Regions from separate parts of the Danio rerio genome. Here region 1 is linked to region 2. Evidence: chromatin contacts called from public Micro-C data. All regions are on one chromosome and are shown on one strand. The core of a region is the stretch at or near the end of the contact, and the rest is flanking DNA. Distances in the headings are between cores, read along the strand shown. Region 1 holds the start of ube2g2 (ubiquitin-conjugating enzyme E2G 2 (UBC7 homolog, yeast)). Region 2 holds the start of ptger1a (prostaglandin E receptor 1a (subtype EP1)).

Evidence for each region. Hi-C and Micro-C count contacts between places; a contact is called where the count stands out from the background.
Region 1: a Micro-C map of caudal fin shows a contact between it and region 2, with 5 times the contacts expected there. The contact joins the promoter of ube2g2 here to the promoter of ptger1a in region 2. A contact is called at or near these places in 2 of 18 Hi-C or Micro-C datasets (caudal fin and hematopoietic stem cells).

Annotation. Positions count from the first base shown.
Region 1 is chr6:9,531,445-9,537,835 of GRCz12tu, forward strand. ube2g2 (ubiquitin-conjugating enzyme E2G 2 (UBC7 homolog, yeast)) reads left to right here and starts at 3,879. Exons shown (of 6, transcript NM_001017767.1): 1 at 3,879-3,979; 2 at 4,287-4,322; 3 at 4,437-4,482. The coding sequence starts at 3,937. It overlaps cep20 (centrosomal protein 20), which reads right to left and starts at 3,129. Exons shown (of 5, transcript NM_001326495.1): 1 at 3,069-3,129; 2 at 2,666-2,863; 3 at 4-88. The coding sequence starts at 3,096.
Region 2 is chr6:9,331,138-9,338,140 of GRCz12tu, forward strand. ptger1a (prostaglandin E receptor 1a (subtype EP1)) reads right to left here and starts at 4,030. Exons shown (of 2, transcript NM_001166330.1): 1 at 3,128-4,030; 2 at 91-510. The coding sequence starts at 3,979. The coding sequence ends at 241. LOC137487446 (a long non-coding RNA gene) reads left to right here and starts at 6,131. Exons shown (of 7, transcript XR_011009981.2): 1 at 6,131-6,840.

The DNA of each region.
Region 1 (6,391 bases), core at 2,629-5,128, 200 kb after region 2:
CACACTGATCTGGCACTTGAATCTTCTGCCACGTTGAGCTCTTTGGCCAAAAAATCACGGTCCAGAGGAACTTCAGGCTGACCTGATTCTGAGAAACATCATTTTAAAGAGATCAACCTTAACAACCCAACATATTTCATGTGATATACAGTTGAAGATTATTAGCCCTGCTGTGAAACTTTCATTATTTCTCAAACACTTCCTAAATCTTGTTTAGCAGAGCAAGTCAATCTTTCATAGTATTTAAGTGTTATTTTTTTAATACAGTATATGTATATTGTATTTTTAATACATTATTTGCTTATTGATTTTATTATTTATGGATCAATCTTTGCACTGCAAACTGAATGTACACATAATTTATGACTGAATTTTGCTTTTTCACTTTTGGCTAATGGGGTTTATGCACAGTTTGTGTTTTTCAGCCAATGACAAACTTCCGGTGAAAGCTTTAATGTGAGTATTTTCACTGTCATAAGGTTTCTTTTACAGCATCTATGCTGTAATTGAATTACAATACAATCAGTTAAATATACTTAAGCATTCTTTTAGTTGTTCAAGGGTAAAACGAGATGAAAGACCATGTAACAGCGCCGTCAGGATCAGCAGGTGAGCACAGAAACTCCACTGATAAATACTGGGGAAAAATAAACTGTCATATTAAAGACATGGTCTGGGAAAATGGACTCTGCAGTTCTCATTACATGCCAGGTAAATTTACGCTATATATGCTGAATCCTACATGTTACTCATTTTTGATTGCAGCAATGATTTCAGCGTCACAAGTGCAGTTCGCTGTCAGAATGCAGTTTTCCTTGTTGATGATTACCCAGGCCTTGGTAATACCCAGGTCTTTTTTTCCTTGTCTTTGGCTAGGCAGAACCTCGGTATCTATCGCAAAGGGACCGAGAAGGGTCTGGATGCAGACCTGGTGCAGTGCAATCTGGGTTGCATCCAATGCTTTTTAATGGGCTCACCTAACCCCATCCCTAACAGCGACATCACTCGCTCCATTTGAGTGCATTGTGTCTGACATTGCATAGCTGAGTGATGCAATCTCAGCTTGCATCATAAAGGCTGCATCCAGATACTATTGAATGGACCTGTCAGACGAACTCCGCTCACTTTAACGTTAATTTTGCTGAATCACTGTGCTTGTCACTGGGGCACAAGATGTTATAATACGCTGAAAGCATTATGTAAATAATATATATAATATGTAATCAATATAACTAATTTCTAAGACAACAACAAACTCTGTACCGCATTGGATGTCATTCCCTCGCTGTAAATGATAGTGCTCCTGTTTTTTTTCTGCAACTCCGCTGCGCACGCATTTTTAATGTTTACAAACATGGTAATTTGTCTATACTTACACACAGTTCTGTCCACACAGCTTCAAAATGATCATTTTTCATCATAGGTGCCCTTTAAACGTGACAAAATTATAATTTTAAAAGACAGTTTACCAGAAGCGATGAGGCTGGCTGGCTGAAATTAACAGTCCATGTGGATATACCCCATTATTGTTCAGTGTCCTTTCATTGAAGGGTTTTTGTTTTTGGAAAAAAAATTACCTCAACCTAGAATCTTCTATAGAGTCTTTAATCTGTTTGCTAAATTAATAGCATATATTTTAAACACTCCGAGCCGAGGAAGCAAAGTAGGAATTATTGGTCCCTTTATTAAAGATTTTTAATTCTTCATTTTTGACACTGGTAGTGAAGAAGATTTCTATTCTCTCTGTGTAAAGTATTCTCTAAGTGTAAAGCAGTTAATTTTCTCTTCTCAAAATGGAGAATGTTTGCAGCAAACATGCCAGCGTGTGTTTAAAATACAGTGATGTGTCTGTGTAAGATGAGTATGTCTGCACAGGAGCAAGAGTAGGAGAAAGCTATGCTGAAGAATGATTGTGTAGAGTAACTGAATATGTAAAGCAATGATTATATATGTTAAATACTTGTATGAAGCGATATGTGTCAGAAGCTAGACTGAGTAACATGTTATCAAGTGATTATGCTATCATGACAATGTATGTAAACACTTAGTTTCTTTGCATAAGTTGCATCTATACTTTGCTGACATAGACCTGTAACATCTCTGTTGACATGAGCTAGTGGGCTGAGAGCCAAGAATAGCAGGACCCCTTAGACTAGAAACCTATTCAAAAATGGTCAAGATTTAAAACAAGACACCTAGGGGTGTGGAAAATAACCTGTATCAAGATTTAAAAAAACACAGAGACTTCAGAAGGAGCAGGAAAGACTTTGGAAAGAGAGAACCAGAGATAGGAAGTGTCCAGGAGAGACTTCAGAATGCTCTGGGGTCTGCTCTGCTCTTTCTCGGCTTTATTATGGAGAATAAAGTCTATTTTCTGATATTCAAAACCTCCGGTCTGATCATTTCTAATTGATAAGAAGTCGAATTACGACAGTAGTTGACAAAACTCAATCTGATAATTATTAAGTAGAAGAAATGTGGCGAATATTTAAGCTTCACTTGTCTGTTTCATTGACTGTTTTTAATAAGCAATAAAATCATTGTGAGCTTGTTTGCAATGGCATTAACGCTATTATTCAAAGCAAGGTAGGGCCCCAAAATTATTCCGCTTTGGGCCCCGGAATGTACAGGTCCAGCCCTGCTCAGGACACAGGTGTGTGTTTACCTGCGGTCAGCACTGAAGCGGTGTACCGATACTTGTTGAACTCCAAGTATTCTCGGATCAGCTCGTTGATCAGAAGGTTGTCGTGAGACAGCGGCGGCCGTGGGGTGTTCGGGTCATCCAGCGCGCTGAACACCTCCGCCCGGACTCGAGCCTTCAGCTGCCCCAGGACCCCGCGGGCCTCTAGAGTCTCCCTCAGCGCTAAACATCATCATAGAGACAGACACACTTCAGTCAGCTCGGCTAACATGCAGTACATACACACCGACGACTGTGCCGCTAGGTATTAACGTCAAAGTGCATTTCTAAGAAGCGTGACGATGGTAAACTTTAAATGATAGATTTTCCATGACAGCAAAACGATGAGAAAAATGACATTGATGACATTTTCTGAGTATCAGCTCACCGCTTTTCAACTCAGTGATGGTTGCCATTGAAACCCTCCTGTAGTGACCTGACGCTTCCGCTAGAGGTCAGTGTAGCGCTTCTTATTATGTGTGTGGCAAAGAGTGAGACGGATGCCTAGCCCGTCCACTCTACATACTGAGAGAGCTGGATACCAAACCTTGTCACTTCGGGTAAATGTAAATTAATTTTAGGGGAAAAACAAATAAACTAAATAAATATATTAAAATGAACATTTGTTTTTAAATAAAATAAAACATCTCTCAATTCTTTGCCATATTTATTTATTAATTAATACATTTAAATAAGGCAAATCTTTTTTTCAGCAACTTCACAAGTGTCTGTATATTTCTATTATTATATTAATAGTTTTAAATATTATTTAAAATATTAAAATGTTTGAGAATCCATTGATTTATCTTTTTCAACCCTTATTAAACCACTTTGTATAAAATACAGGGATTGTAATTATTAACAGCAAAAGAAATTATAAAAACAACATACATGAAATTAATGAATGAATGATAACAAACAAACAAGAGCAAATTCATATCAATCATTATTAAGCCAAGTTAGTCAAGAATCTTTAGGGATTGTTTTCTTCTAATTTAAAATTTAATTGATTTTTTTTTTACTTGTTTTTAATTGTCACAAAACTTGATGGTTTTATTTTCATAATGTTTTTTTTTTTTACCGTAAGAACGTTTTTAGGGCCACGTGACTTCACACGGAAGTGAAGATCGAGTGGGAAATCCTTCGCGTGTGAGATTCTTCATTCGCTTTTGTCCCGGAAGAAGAAGATTTTTTCATCGTGTCAGTTGTCGTCATTCTTCGTGTCAAAACAACTTCTTTCCAGACCAGGCTATAAAATGGCTGGAACAGCTTTAAAAAGACTCATGGCGGAATACAAACGTAAGTCACGTAATTCCGTTCAGCGCAGTGATGTTGCCTGTGAGCTGAGGGCTTTTCAGTGTTTTGCTTGCAACAGTTTGGCAGCTGTTGTTTCCCAAAACACTTCGACACTTCCAGAACTTTACCAGCATATTAGGACAGTATGAATTACTTTTACGAGTTAGACCAAAGCATTAACCGAAGTCACCCTGAATACACTAAAAATGTCTGTAAAAACTCGAACATCAGTTCATAACATGTACACTGTACTCAAATTTCATTTTATTTGGCAGGTTTCTGTTCTCTAAATGCATTTGTTTCTTTGCAGAACTAACCCTAAACCCTCCGGAGGGGATTGTGGCAGGTGAGAATTGGGACAGTTAGCGAACTGCTCCATTTACCTCCGAGTATTATATCGTTAAACAAATTAAAATAATAATTCATTAATTTAATGGTCTGACCCATGCCATTCTCACAGGGCCTGTAAATGAGGAGAACTTCTTTGAGTGGGAAGCTCTGATTATGTAAGTATTGCATATAATTGCTTCTCTTTATTTATTTATTCATTTCATTGTTAAAAGCGAAATGAACCGCCAACTTTTCCTGCATATCCTTTTACTCAGCGGATGCCTTTCCAGGTGCAACCCAGCACTGGGAAACACCCATTCACTCTTGCATTCACATTCATACATTACGCCAAATTTATTTCTCCAAACCTGTATTCATTCACAGCCTGCACTGCTCCTATTCACTAGCGATACTTAGTCAATGAGGGCACATTAAGGGATGATAAGTGGTTTTGATTTTGGATAAGACCAATCAGCGTGTCCTCCGGTCAATCAAACTGGTGGTTAGATCAGCGGTTTTGGCCGATAACCCTTTAAGTGAAATGAAGTGCCAAGCAAAATAAGGAACAGTGTCCCCTAGCAACTCCCCGACAGCTGTTCCACAGATAGGGGACGGATCTCTTTTGATGCGGTGCTAATCATGATTACTGATCGATATCCGCCCATAGAAACAGTATTTGACCGACAGCTGGATATGCTGGGTAAACAGAAGGAGATTTGCATGTCAAATGGACCTTTTAGAATGATTCCATGAAGTTCTGCCAATTCTGTCAGCAGCCCTGGATGGATTTCGGTGATTTATGACGTTTATGATATACAGTAGATAGTGTTTTTATTTTAGTTGTAGCATCCATCGATATAAAGAGATCCGCTGTGGTTTCTCTCTTATATCTCTCTGGTTTTAATTCTGCAGTCTTGCATGTCCAACGCATTTTATTTAGTCTGTTTGAAGCATTTTGTCAGTGTTCTGGCAATCTGTGCTACCTCCTCAGAATGTGCTACCGGTAGCTCTATGTCATATTTCAATTAAAAAAACAAGGGTTAGCACATCTTGTGAGCTTCAAATGTCTATTAGAATGAACTGCCTACTTTAAAGAAGGGTGTAAAAACAGAGGTAGCGCATTTTGTCAGTTTCAAATGTCAATCGGAATGAACCACCACTCTAACAAACCATTAAATGTATAACTAATGAAATGCATGGTTCAGGATTGGTAGAGCTACGCATCGATGAATTTGCTCTTCAGTGTTTGAACTCTCAGTAATGGTTTTAAATCACACTGAACTGAGCTAAACTGAACTGAACTGAACTTAAACACTAAAAACTGAACTACACTGTTCCAGTTACTATGACCATTTACTGTATGTGAAGCTGCTTTGACACAATCTACATTGTAAAAGCGCTATACAAATAAAGCTGAATTGAATTGAAAATAAAAAAACTGAAAAATTAAGGCAGTAGTTTACTCTGATAGACATTTGAAGCTGCTACACTTTTTTCTACGTTGTTCAATAGAGTAGTAGTTAATTTCGCTAGATAGTTGAAGCTGACAATATGTGTTACCCCTCGAAAATAACTACTACTTTATTGAACAATGTAGAAAAAGGCATAGCAGCTTCAAATGTCTATCAGAGTTTCTTCAGATAGAGCAGCATTTAGTACTAGGCATGGGCCAGTATAAGATTCTGATGGTATGATAACCTTGATTTAAAATATTGCGATTTCATGGTATCACATCTGGGCAGATAAATTATATTATATTGAATCACAATAAAATTTATGTCAATAACAATGATAAGCTCGGAACTTTTTTACTTTATTTTGATCTAAGTCACACAGCAGACAACCTATATCGAACAATATATCGTTATCGTTCCATATGTAAAATAATTATCGAGACTTGCCATATCGCCCAGCTTTAATATCACAGTAGTGTGATTACTGCTCTAAAATATGTTCTTTTTAAATGTCTGGGTAACAAAGTTTTTCCCCATCGAACTAAATATATTGTATTTTAAGAAACATTTAAAATATTTTGGAACAGTAGGTTTTGATGTGGAGGGTCATTTGCTGCTGGAGATACCGTTG
Region 2 (7,003 bases), core at 2,780-5,279:
AAAAAAACTAACCTCCTGGGACATTTTTGGCGCTTTCCAGAAATGTATACAAGGGTACATCTCAATATTGAGCCTGGGTTGAAAAATTACAGCATAATTGCTAAGTAAACTAACTTTCACTTACAGTAGGACTAAATTAACTATTTTCATTTTGGGTTTGGACCAAATAGTCCAAGAGAACCAAACTACAAGTGTGAACACACACTTAGCAGGGTAGTCTTTTTTTTAAGACTCTTACTCTCAGACTCTACTGACAGGATTCTTCTCTGAGCTCGGAAAAGAGTGGATCTCCCAGCAGCGGAGAGTGCTTTCCTTCAAGTCTGTTTGACGTTTGGTGATGAAGTAAATCTTTTGGAGGACAGAACGACGGAGAAGGATGTAAACCCATGGGTCCAGGATCTGGTTCCAGGAAGCTATTCGCACACCCATTATCATCAGGGTCTTGTAGGTGGCAAGATCGTCTCCTATGGAGTGCTCGTATGACTGCTTGACTGTAATTAGGCCAACAATCTAGATTTGAGACAAAAACAAAACATTATTAAGACTGCAGCACAAAATATTCAGGTCCAGTAAATCTATATTTCAGTCCATTACAATATATATTTATACTCTGTGTCATTTGTAGTATAAACTAGCGACTAAATGTAAACTAAATTTAAGTCAGTACATTTTACTTAGTAGTGAGACTAAGTCAGAATATTGCTGACTTTACATTTATTCATAACTTTTTTTTCAGCTTAGTCCCTTATTTATCAGGGGTCACCACAGCGGAATGAATCACCTACTATTCCAGCATATGTTTTACGCAGTGGATGACCTTACAGCTGCAACCCAGCACTGGGAAACACACATACACGTTCGCATTTACACACTCATACACTACGACCAGTTTAGTTTATCCAATTCATCTATAGCGCATGTCTTTGGACTGTGGGGGAAACCGGAGCACCTGGAGGAAACTCACGCGAACATGGGGAGAACATGCAAACTCCACATAGACATGCTAAGCAGGGATTCGAACCAGCAACCTTTTTGCTGTTAGGTGGAGAAAAAGATATATCTCACCAAGTAATTTTGTGTTCAAAAGACATCTAATAAATGTCCAAACATAGACATATTGGCTAAAACAAGGCCATATTTAGGCTGTCAGTGAAAATTTATTTGAAAAAAAAATAGACTAGTCATTAAATAGGCAGAGCTTGCATGTGTAGTCCTTCATTCCTGTTTATTTGATGACTTATTTGTCGCTGGTTTGAGTACTGGCTGGGCCAGTTGGCATTTGTATGTGGAGTTTGCATGTTCTCCCCATGTTGGAGTGGGTTTTCTCTGGGTGCTCTGGTTTTCCTCCATAGTCCAAAGACATGCGCTATAGGTGAACTGGGTAAACAAAATTGGCCGTAGTGTGTGAGTGTGTGTGTATGGGTGTTTCCCAGTATTGGGTTGTGGTCCTTTTATGTGGTTCACCACGTAAAAACATTTGCTAGAATAGTTGGCAGTTCATTCTGCTGTGGCGACCCCTGATAAATAAGGGATTAAGCTGAAGGAAAATTAATGAATAAGTTCAATAGTAAAGCTGCAATGATTTTTCTTTTTATGTTGACCCCAAAATATATTTTGAAGAATGTTAGAAACCCCTGACTTCCATAGTAGGAAGAACAAATATAATGAAAGTCAATGGTTACATGTTTCCAACATTTTTTACAATACATTTTTTTGTGTTCAAATGTTCAGAAGAAAGAAACTTAAACTCAAATTTGTGACAAGTGAATAAGTAAATTATGAGAGAATTTTCAATTCTGGGTAAACTATCCCTTTAAGAGACATATAGTTGAAGGCAAAATTATTAACAAAATTATTATTTATTATTTTTCAACTGTTTACCAAGTGATGTTTAACAGAGCATGAACGTTTTCACAGTTTTTCAGATGATTTGTTTTTCTTCTGGCTGGAATAAAAGATTTTAAAAATGCTATTAATATTAGGCGTCACGGTGGTGCAGTGGTTAGCACGATCGCCTCACAGCAAAAAGGTCGCTGGTTCAAGCCCTGGCTGAGTCAGTTGACATTCCTGTGACGCAGTAAAGTGATGCGATTTCGCAGGTCAGAGTTCATCAAACTTGAACTTTGCACCGCAGCAACCTGTGAAACTTGACGCATGACCCTGCATTTCCCATCTGACGCATTCGCGTGCGTATGAATGGAAGCCTATGGGAGAAAAAGCCCAGTGTGACTGCAGCTTAAGAGTGTATGGGTGTTTTCCAGTGATGGGTTGCAGCTGGAAGGGCATCCGCTGCGTAAAAACGTATGCTGGATAAGTTGGTGGTTCATTTCGCTGTGGCAACCCCCTAATGAAATAAGGCACTAAGCCGAAAAGAAAATTAAATGAATTATTAATATTATTCCTGATGGGTAGGGGCAGACAGAATCTGTGGACATTTTCTGTGCAGAATATTGTAAAAAATCTACGGATTTTTGTGTGTATCATAACTAAAAACGTAATACGTTGAATAAAAAAATAACAACACATTTTTAACTTTTATTTAATGTTTATTAAATGCAAATCCTAATAGATCCATTTATTTGCTAAACAAAGCAAGTCTCAGAATATATCGACCATATGTCTTCTACTAAAAGACAGAAATGATTACTTTACAAATTGTATTGTCAGTAAATCATATGAACATTTTCATATTAGTCAGTAATATTGCTGAAATTAATAAAAAAACTGAATAAATATAAATGTACACACATTTACACACAACTAAATAAATAGACTCAATGATGGGCTGAAAATCTGACCTACAAAACTACTATAACTTGCCTAATCAACCTAGTTACGCCTTTAAACTGCACTTTAAGATGAATACAAGTATCTTGCAAAATGACGTAAGCTATTATTAAAACTAATATGGTTCAAAATGTGCAGAAAAAATCTTTTAAACAACACTTGAGTATTGTTTTTAAAATATTACAAATTTAACAGGAGGGCTAATCAATTTGATTTTAACTCACTCTCAGGACCAAATACACCCCTTCACATAATCTCAACTTTTCATTTCTTACTATTATCAATTAATTTATTGAGTGTGAATATCTTCAAAAGTTGACTTGCAATCGCTCATACTCACCAAAAGAGGGCTCCAGCAGATACAAGATGTGACCATGATGCCCACGAGCTGCACCACCATCTCAATATCATGAGATCTGGCTGACCGTCGGTTACATGGTTTCTTTCGTATCCTTCCTAGCACCAAAGTTAGTCCACTTATAGTGTTACAAACCAAAGCAACAGCAAGGGAGGTCAACCCAAGTCCTGAAAACAACATGACAAATGCCATATCTGCCTTCTCAGCGTCCTCCAGCACTTTAATAAAACACCAGGTTCCAGGGTATTGGTAGGTATATGAACCCAGCTGAAAACAGGGCAAAAGGGCAACACAAAGAGCTGCCAGCCAGATGACAGAAAGCGAGAGTTTAGTCCTTGTAGTTGTAACAAGCGAAGCATGAAGAAGTGGTTTTGTTACTCCCAGACATCTCTCAGCTGCCATGGCACAGCCAAGAAAGAGCGGACACAGTCCGAAAAACACCATACTGCCTCCTAAGAACTGGCATAATGGGTCAGCCCTGTTGTATTCCTCAGCTGGGACACCTCCAGAAAGATACAGCCTCATGACTATTGCACCAGGTATGACGTGTCCCACAAAGTCTGTGGCCACCAGAGAGCCAGCAAACAGGAGAAAGGCCTTGGATCGCCTGCGCAGGCGAGCATACGCATTCGCCAGGATGAGAAGAGCCACGATGTTAGACAGGATCCCCAGGGTCATGGAGAGCATGGCAGCTATGGGGCCGCTCAGGATGGGTCTGCTCGAGGTGACATTTGAGGGGTCGGCGAGTGATAGAGAGCCGGCCTGTCCTTCCCATTGACTGCGGTTGGAAAATGGGTTGAGCGGCACAGCGCCTGATGAATTGGCGTGATGCATGGCTACCTGAGAGGGGTGTTTATATGCTGCAGGGCTCCCATCTTCAAGTACAGCTGTGGATAGAAAAGTGAAATAAATACAGTTGAAGAATTATGAACCCTCTTATATCCCGATATCTGTTTATCGAATAGAAGAACACATTTCTAAACATAAAAGTTTTAATAATTCAATTTTTAGTAGCTGATTTCTTTTATCTTTGCCATGATGATAGTAAATAATATTTTACTAGATGTTTTTCAAGACACTAGTATTCAGCTTAAAGTGGCTTAAAAGCTTACCTAAGTTAATTAGGCAAGCTAATGTAATTAGGCAAGTCATTGTATAACCGTGGTTTGTTCTGTAGAAAATAAAAATAAAATATTGCTAAAGGGGGATAATAACATTGACCTTAAAATTGTTTTTAAAAAATAAAAACTGCTTTTATTCTAGCTGAAATAAGAAATATTATAGGAAATACTGTGAAAGATTCCTTGCTCTGTTAAACATAAATTTAACTGTATACATGTGAGAGCAGGTCATTTCTAAGAGTTCAAAGCTTGTGTGGCTTTCAGTTGATGTAGATTAAAGAGATTCACCTAAAACTGACATTTCTGTCATAATTCACACACCCTTTATCTTTTCCAAGCACATTAGATTTTTTTTTGTGCTGAAGATATTTTGAAGAAAGTTGGAAACCTGTAACTAGCTGTGCGATTAATCGAAATCGAATCACAATTTAAATCGTAGCGATTAGCAAGAGGCTGCAATATGAAATATATCTGTAATATTTAATTTCCCCCGCCAATTGCAAATGTGTGACTGCCGTCTATGTGTGATAGTCTAACTGGCCAATTGAGTGAGCACAAATGAGTGATGAGTGTCTTGCTAAACAGTCAACTGAGTATTGCCAGTGACACTCAATCTAGTAGCAAGCAACAGAAAAGTACATTTTCAGAGTTGTTTCAGCCCTGTTAGTTTGCTGAGTGTTTTTTTTTTTTTTTTTTTTGTTTTTATAATAAGCTACACTAATACTTAACTTGAGTTCAACTTGTTTACAGAAAGGTACGGTCATTTTGTTTGTGTTTACTGTTTGCTCTAGAGAAAAAAAAATGAGTGTTTAATTTCTGAAAATGTAAAAATAAATTTGAATAAATGTTTAAGAAATGTAATATATTTTCTGTTTCTTTTTCGACTAACACTCATTTTTTATTTAAGAACCATAAATGACAGTTATATCTGTTTGTCAAATATTTCATATTGTTATCTATCTATCTATTTATCTATCTATCTATCTATCTATCTATCTATCTATCTATCTATCTATCTATCTATCTATCTATCTATCTATCTATCTATCTATTTATCTATCTATCTATCTACACTGTAAACGATTTCTGTTGTTTTCACAGTATTATACTGCATTTCTCAACAGTTTTTTACTGTATAAGCTGTGCACAGTGTGTTACTGTATATATTGCTGTTTTCACAGTATAATAATGTATTTTCAACTTTTCTATACTGTAAACATGGTTAACAGTATGTTACTGTAGATTTTATAATGAATTTTGGGGAAAAATCCGTTACTGTGCATCTAAATACAGTACTGCAAATGACCAAGAACAACTCCACACACACTATATATTATGATTATTATGTTTATTTATTTTTAGACAAATTATTTTGTGAAGTAAATAACCTAACCAGTTTCTTCAGACTGTTCAATGCATTAAACTGTCCCCTGGTTTTCCATTTTTGGGTGCACTTTATAAGGCAACATGGAAATATTAAATAATATTTAATAAACATAACTTTGTGCTGAACCAAAACGTAAATTGGAACAAAGATAAATTGATTCACGTAACCAAAGACTGTTAAACACACAAAATGATTTCAAAGTCAGCTTAAATGTCAGAGTGACCAACCTGCTTTAGACGGATTCAAGAATATTGGGCGCCCATATTGGCCACCGTATAGGTCACATATCTCCGCATTTTCAAAACAACATTTTAAAATACGCACTATCTTAATAAATAAACCACAGAATTGAGTTTAAAACAACTACATTCTCGCATGAAAAACGGTTAAAACTTTATTTCATAACACATTTATTATCTAGTCATCGAAGACAGGGCATGTCTCAATAATGTCTAGGCCGATTAAAGCATGAGGTTTGCCGGATACATGAGTGATGGAGCGCCGTCAACCCCTGGAGGTCAGAATCTCCCCTATCGGCAAAGCACACTTAAAATTAGACATGATATCTAAAAACAAACCACAGATTTGAGTTTGGAAGAACTACATTCTCGCATGAAAAACTGTTAAAACTTCATTTCGTGACATATTAAACGCAATATTTATGATATGATCTGGCTTTTCTCATCCGCCATTATATTTGCTTGTTGGTGTGAAATGAACCCTGGGAGAAAAAAATATTAATTCTCAAAACACTTCAAGCGAACCTTATTCTTATTGTTAAAGTCAGATATATGTAATATTTTCGCTGGTAAAGTGAGAAGAAAAAAACAATATTACTATTTTATCAATACCACGTTTGCACTGGTTCGGTTCAGCACACAAACGACACCGAATCGGATTGAACCGTTTGCTCGGGAATTATTTTATCACACGTGTTCACAAGCACATTCAGCAATATGTGTATAAATGTGTGTGGCCGAGCAGTATAACGAAATAGTAATGATTCATTGTTGTGTCTTACCATAATATACAAAAAGGAATCGGTTTTAGGCGGACTCGACTCTTTACTGTTCTAAGGAGCCGATTCATAAAGCCGAGCCGACTCGATTCGACCTTCACCAGGCAAGCAACGGCTCTTCTAATTTGAAATCCACCTGTCGCCTTTTCTTCCAGTGAATTCATTCTCGGTAAGTGTTTAAAAGTCAAATTCTGTTCGTTAAAGGATTGTTTTGTGTATATTTCCGTGTAGTGTGTGTGTAATTTAAAATAATTAACCAAGTTACTTTAGTTGTACTGTAAGTTAGGTACTTATGTCACGTTATTCGACGCCAGACCGTGTTTGTAGTGTTT